Linked DNA regions of Dromaius novaehollandiae: region 1 is linked to region 2. A link is a contact called in public Hi-C data. All regions are on one chromosome and are shown on one strand. Each heading gives the region's core, a stretch centred on a gene start, on an enhancer-like site or on the middle of the called end of the contact. The rest is flanking DNA. Distances are from core to core; before and after follow the strand shown. Region 1 holds the start of HHAT (hedgehog acyltransferase). Region 2 holds the start of UTP25 (UTP25 small subunit processome component).

Region 1 (3,818 bases), core at 1,049-3,548, 220 kb after region 2:
AAAAATACCGTAGTTACCGTCCTCTTCCTGCGACTCATTTAAACATGTAAAGTTCTTCTATTGCCCTTCCATCAATGATCATCATTATGATGCCTACATCCCTAGTCACACATTACCCAGATGGTTTATATTTTAAATAAAAGAGAAGTGACTGTGAACAAACATGGGTAGGGGAGTGCAAGAAAGCAAGGGGACAATGCTCACCTGCATGATGGCAGTGATTTCAGTATACCATCAGTCTGGTAATTGTGAAGGTTTTTTTGGTATCAGCAAGTTTTTAAGGCAGGCTTTGGAGAACTGTGGCTCTGCATGTTTATGGAGATCTCTCCCAAGTGTGAGGAGAACAAAGGAAGAAGGAGGAGGTGTTGTTTGAAACAGGTGGGCAATGGAGACTGATTCCATTGGCATAGCTGACTTCCTGACACTGAATGAGAGAAGACACATAGGATGCAGATACTTTATGCCACTAAACACACGCCAGCTGGGAGAGGGAACAAAAGTCGTCGAAAGTCGTGGGCCACAAAAATGGTCTTTGCAGCAGTGAATCAGGCAATGTTCTCGATAGATCCAGGTGGAGTTATACTGCATTTTTCATACCCAAAGAAAACAAAGTTTCATTAACCGAATTATGAGATGACAAAAGGTTCAGCTTTATGAATGAACACAGAAGCAGGATCAAGCATTACATTCAAAGATGAATGGAAAAATTCAGATTTAACCAATGGACCCAGACACAGTCTTCAGTCTCTGTCCCAAGTCACGGATGATACCACAGGAAGGGTAATGGTACTGTCCATAGTGACTCTGAGAGAAGGAAACATGAAAGGCTTAATGGATTGGCATTGAAGGGTCTATTTCAGCCACACTGGGCTTGTGTGACATATCTACAAGAAAGTGTTGGCCAGGTGAAAATTGCAGATCAAGCAGGAGGTAAGAGTAGAATGCACCTAAGCACCATCTCCATAAAGAAGTTCAGTTTGTGTTGGCAGATGAGGGTTTTTTAGCAAAAAGATATGAAAGCAGAAGAGAAGGTAACTTCCATTCAGTGTGAATAATACAGTCTCCTGGAGGACAAGTCATGGAAGTCAGATGAACAGTGGCTCTTTAGAAGAAAAGTACATTTACTATTGAAAGTCGAAGGTTGAAGAGGAAGGAACACTGTTTATAAGCTCAGTCAGGAAGAGTCTGTTAAAGATTTTGGCAAGAGTGTATCACTTGACTACAGGGACAGAAGAGGTGATAGAGAGGTCTGTGACAAAGAGAACAGGAACGTCAGTAAATATAAACATGTTCAGCGAGCTTAGAAATAAAGAGAAATAGGGCAGGTATTGGAAAAGCAAGCGAGACCAGGGATGTTTTATTCAGAATGACAATTCCTTCTTTACCACAATAAATTCAATTTACTTTGTCCTTATAAAAGGCCTGCAAACTTTTATGTGACATATCGTGGATGTTGTCTCACTGTTAATCTGCTGCACATAACATCCTTCCAACATTGTCTGTCTTTCCCATGAACCAAGATGACTCCAAATAGTTGAAACTTGGATTAAACATTGAAAATTAGATTAAAAAATATACAGCTTTAAGAAATGGCATTCTTTTTATTCCTTACCCCTTTAATTCAGGGTACCCGCGGTATTTTGGCTTTTTCACATGACCGCCAGAGCCACAAAGCTCTGCTGCAAAGGAAGACTGGGATTCTTACATAATCACTGATCCATAAAACCGAGAGTGTGAGAACAACGTGAGATACCACGAACCTTATCGCAGAGCCACCTTCCTTCCTTACAACCTTGTTTTCCACACCATGCTGTTGCCTATTGACCCTTCCCATGTAACCCATAGTTTGGCTCTCCTTCCTAACTCCATTTCCCCCCCTATAATCGGCTCTTAAAACCTCTTCAACCTCGCCCCATGCAGTTACAGGTTAGGGCAGACCAGGCGGGCTTGCTAAATTCACAGCCCCAAGCACAATATATATCTTAACCATCTCACCGCGGGCAACCCCCACGCCGCCCGCACCTCGGGCCCTCGGCCCCGCCCGTCCCCTGCGGGCCAAAGACGCGCCCGGGCCGCGCGGCGCCGCCCGCCTCCCACCGCCCCGCAGGCCCGGCCGCGGCGACGTCGCCGCCCGCGGGCGGGGAGCGCCGGGCCCGGCCCCCGGCGGGGCGGGCGCCGCGGCGGAGGCGGAAGCGCGGCGCCAGCCCTTGCGGGATCGCTGCGGCTCCGCCCGGCGCCCGGGAGCGGCGCCGCGGTGGGCCGCGCCGCGCCGCCCCTCGCCCCGCCCCTCCCCTCGCCCCGTCCCCCGTGCTCGCCCCTCCCCCACGCCGCCGCCGCGCGCCCGCTAACGGCCCCGCGCCTCCAACCGAGGCGGCCCCGCCGGCTGGGCAGCGCGAGGCGCGGCGCGTGGGGGGCTGCGCCCCGCCCTGGGCGCGGGGGGAGCGGCGGCGGGCAGCCCCTCGCGAGGTAAGGGCGGGCGGGCGGCCGCCGGCCCGGCGCCGCTGGGCCCCGCCCCGCCTCCCCTCGCCTTTGTCAGCGGCGGTAAACGCCGCGTGTCCGGCTGCGGCCGCGGGGCAGCGGCGGCTCCGTGGGGTCCTCCCCCCGCAGAACCGTGGTCCCCGTGGGGAGTGCGCGTGTCCTCTCGGTGAGCGGAGAAGCCGCGCCGGAGCCCTTGCAGTAGCGCCTACCTCCCCTTTCTGCTGCGCTTTTAAAGTCTGAACTCCCGCTTGCGCCGTCCCGCACTGCCGGGCGCGCCCTCCGCGCCGCCGCTGCCGTTGGGTGCCGCCGGGGGCTCCGCCGGGGCGGGGGCTGCGGCGCCGCGCTGCGCAGGGCTCGCGTGGGTGGGTCCTGCGGCGGGAAGGCGCCCGCCTGGGGAAGAGCAGCCGCCCGCTGCGCTCGGTTGTACTTTGGAAGCGGCACCTGAGGAGGAGGAGGAGGGCGGGAATTCGTACACGTCTGAGCGAGGGAAAGCTTCCATTGAAACTGGTTTGTGTGCAGGGTATTTAAATACAAGGTAACCTCGAGCGAGCGGTTTCTCTTCTGAGAAAGATTCTTCTGACAGGGTTCAATTCGGTAGTTGATTATATCCCAAATCTGCGTTTACAACATAATAGAACTGTTCTGGTACCATTACCGTATTAGCTATCTACTGCACTGAAATGACTTTAAGAATTATATGAATGAAATCTTCTGCCTGAGTTTCCCTTCAGGAGATAATATCTCTGTCATGTTCTGCAATAAATGATGTCCTAAGCTTTAATTTTGTATGCAGGTGTTTGAAAGTGCTCTTCCTGTGTATACTTTTTGCAGCTTTTTGTGGAGAATATTTAATTGTAAACATGTATTTTCATATAATGAGAACTCTGCAATTCCATATGTGTGAGTGAAGCCCTAAGGCTGATTGGGCATAACAGAATTGTAAAGGAATCTTATGAACGTGTTCTTGTGTGTAGGGGAGTGTGTGCGTGTGTGTGTATATATATATGTGTATATATATATATGTGTATATATATGATTATATATGATGAGTGTCTGTGCAGACACAAGGCATTTTTAGACTTCATCATTATATGTGTTAGTTTTACCTCAGATACATTTACAAAAAGATAGGTAGTTCGAAAACTGGAGTGTATATTGTATACTTTTATTCCAGAAAACAGCTGGCACAATTCTTTATTAAATGATTCCGTGTTAGCCACCTTTATTTATGAAAGAAACATATGCAGCACCATTTTGACATTGAAGTTAGTTGATGTGTTCTTTTTTTATGAAGCTAAAATTTAAATACAAATGTTTATTTCTTATGTATTGAGAGATGG
Region 2 (3,359 bases), core at 405-2,904:
CCATGCCTCCATCATATTTGGAATTAGCTTGCTTTCACTCAGTTTTGGTACTTTTTTCTCCAAGATACAAACTGAAGTCTATTCTGCATATTTTGCAAGAAGAAGAGGGTCAGTTGAATGCAGTATGCTGCATCATAAACACTATTTATATACAACCCACTAATGATTAAAGCAGTTTCTGCCAAGTCAAATGGAAACAATGGTATCTATAAAGGATTTATATATATATATATAAAAGGATTTCTATAAACATTTTTTATAAACATGAAATGTATGTTTATAAACACAAATTTATGTTTTCCTTTAAAACAAGGACATGGGTTTCTTATTTGGAATATTAAAAAGTGGTTTCTGGGTAACTGTGGATCTTTGTATACATTAAACAATTAAACTTGACTCTAACAGTAGCATTCAATGAAATTCAGCAGCAGGATGTTAGAAGAGAGGGTCTAGAATTGAGTGTGATTCCATGTGGACCTTCTTTTGCTTTTACCTTTTATATTAACGCGGGTTGAGCGTTAAGGATTTCCATTTGGCCTCTTCCTCCTCCTCTAGGCTTATTGTTGGAATTTTCCCAGGAAGCATGTAGCAAAAACACTGCTGATGATTGATAGGTCAGTTTTGCAAGATGCTCTAGCTCAAGTAATTTGTACATGTATATGCCATTTGCAATGTTTCCATTAGTCTCCTAGACAGATTACTTTAGATTAGGCTTAGATTATTCCTTCTTCCAGGTCTAAACGGAGATCTAAGTAATGTTGCATTAATCTTTAACATTATGAGAATTACATGGGTTTTCTTTGTATGAATAAAGCTTAGCGCCTCCTCTTAATGGCTGTTTCCAGAGCAGAAATTAGAGCCCGTGGGCAGTCCTGGCTTGCTGAAATGCCCTGTACTTGCCCAGTCTTAACCCCAACGTACATGGGCAAAAATATCATGCTAGAAGTGTACAATAGCTTTGAGTTGCACTAAATGCCAGAGCAAAGAGAAAAGCAGCAGGTCTTCAAAATCTCTTCTGCCCACCCTAATTATACTTTGTATTTCATTGGCACACACCCACACACAGCGTGGGACTGTAATCACAGCTCTTTTGTCTTGCAGAGAGTTGGAGAAAGTGCAAGGGAATAAAGTGTAGGTGGAATTGCTCCCAGGCCTCGTAAAGAAATCTCAGATCTGGGAACTTATTTGCAAGAAGGGAAATGACAGCACCAGCGCATATCCGAGATGTTCCCTTCCGTGAGAACGGACGGACCTGCAGCCCCAGTAACTTAAAGCCCGCGTGGTTCCTGGCTCAACTGGAGGCGAGTAACTGCGAGCAGCAGGCTGTGCCTTGCGGCAGGCTTTGCGAGGAGGCTGCTCGGCACAACCGATCCCCGCGGGACTGCTGCCCCCCAGAAGGGCGAGCAGGGGCGGCCACCGCGGCTTCGGGGCGGGCCGCAGGACAGCTTACCGCGTGCCCGAGAACGGTACGGCTAAAGCCCCGCAGAGGCGGTACAAACTAGGAGCCGTCAAACCAGCCCCCGGGTTGCGAGTGACCGTGGGGGGCGCTGATCGCCGCGCCGTGCCGTGCCGTGCCGTGCCGTGCCGTGCCCGTGGGTGAGTGAGCACCCGCCGCCACCCCCGCCCTGCGGGCCTGCCGTGCGGCAGAGGGCAGCGCGGCAGCGGCGCTTTACGGGCGGGCCGTAAAGCGTCGCGGCGGCCCACGTGGGTGCGGACGCGGGGGGCGACATGGGGAAGCGGCGTGGCGGGCGGGAGCTGCTCCGCACCCTGAGCAAGAAGCAGAGGCGGCACCTCCGGGAGTTTGGGGAGGAGCACCCTTTCTACGACAAGTGAGTGCTGGGGGGGGGGGCCGAGCCCCCGCCCGCCCTGCGGGCCGCCGGCGCGGCGTGTAGCAGCCCCGCGGCCGTCGCCAGGGGCGAGCCCTGGTCCCCTCCAGCGGCCGGGGCCTCCCGCGGGCGCGGCCGCCCCGCGCTGGGCTGCCCCTTCCCCCCGGGGGCTGCCTGGGAGCGCCGTGCGGCTGTGGGAGCTGCGGTCCCCGGCTGGGGGCTGCGCGCGGCTGGGCACCGCTGTCCCGGTGGTACAGCGGAGCCGCTGGCTCGGGGCTGCAGTAGCTACTCTCACTCCCCTTTCACCCCGCTCTTCCATCTGTCGGCTGCTGCAAAGCCGCGCCAGCCTGTTGGTGCTCCCTCTGCTTCCTCTGAATTCCTGAGAGAAGGGAATTTGCATCTGCGGGGCTGGCTGCGTTTGGCACTGCCACTTGTGACCTTGACACCTTGAAAGAGTAAGGGAAGGAGGAAAATCTGCAATCAGATTTATTTGAAACGGATGTTGTAAAGTTATCTTGCGCAGCCCAGAGGTGCTATAAAAAAAAAGAAGTGAAAAAGTGGAGGAGTGTGAGTTAAGACTTCTGTTTAGACATTGGGTCAGTCACTTTGACATCCAGCTTTCTCACTGTTTGCTCTGGACTGCTTTCTGATCTGGCAAATGCTGAGAAAATTCGGCATTGAAGATCATCTGTGAGAGGAGCCATGACTAACTTTGCAGGATGCCTGTGTGTCAAAAAGGGCATTATACTTTTGAACCCCTGTGCAAGCTTGCAAGGAATGAGCTACTTGGTCTAACTGTTGCTGGGGTAAAGTCTTAGAAGTCTGTGAGGAAAACGGATTGTTAGCTTACCTGCACAGTTTGCAGTTATGTGCCTTTAGCAGCAGGCAGTCTTTTGGCAAACAGTGTTGAGGTCTGTTATTTGTACGTACCCTGTGATCCTCTAGGAGCTGGTTGCTTGGAATGCAAGGCTGAGCCCTAGCCAGATGTGGTGAAGTTTTCTGCATCTTACCCTATGCAATGATGGTCTGTCCCACCCCAGGCTCAGTATCTTTTTGAATAACAATTAAGGTTAGTTTAAATCCAGCTTGGACAGTGGCTTGCCTGCAGAACTGCTTTCCCAGCACTGGTTTGTTGATGCTGTATTCTTTTTCCTGTAGCATGTCTTTTTGCATTTCACGGATCAATATTTAGTGCTATACATAGGCTCTTGCTCTGCTTAACCTTGTTATACAAACTGCCTTGGAAAAACTGAACAGCTCTGATCAGATTTGATAACTAGATCACTGGGTCAGAAGAAAGCGTTGCTCTTAATAAAACCTGTCCTTAACTGCTGTTGACTGGGTGCACTGTCTCGTCCAGTTGAATAATCACAACTGGGTGCGTTGAGGTTGACCTTTTCTTTCTTCAGTTATGCTTACCAATATAAAGTCATCTTATCTAGGCTAGACTGGTCCCATTTCTTCCCCAGCTCCAGAGATCCCTTACAGCCTGTCTAACTTCTGTGTTCCTTTAAAAGTTTTGCTCCTGCCCTT

Evidence for each region. Hi-C and Micro-C count contacts between places; a contact is called where the count stands out from the background.
Region 1: a contact with region 2 is called in a Hi-C map of ovary, with 3 times the contacts expected there. The contact joins the promoter of HHAT here to the promoter of UTP25 in region 2. A contact is called at or near these places in 3 of 4 Hi-C or Micro-C datasets (brain, liver and ovary).

What each region holds. Positions count from the first base shown.
Region 1 is chr3:102,405,735-102,409,552 of bDroNov1.hap1, forward strand. It overlaps HHAT (hedgehog acyltransferase), which reads left to right and starts at 2,299. Exons shown (of 11, transcript XM_064509635.1): 1 at 2,299-2,466. It overlaps LOC135327931 (a long non-coding RNA gene), which reads right to left and starts at 2,799. Exons shown (of 3, transcript XR_010388562.1): 1 at 2,688-2,799.
Region 2 is chr3:102,182,259-102,185,617 of bDroNov1.hap1, forward strand. UTP25 (UTP25 small subunit processome component) reads left to right here and starts at 1,655. Exons shown (of 12, transcript XM_026123272.2): 1 at 1,655-1,829. The coding sequence starts at 1,729. MRPS10 (mitochondrial ribosomal protein S10) reads left to right here. Exons shown (of 8, transcript XM_064509619.1): 8 at 1-396.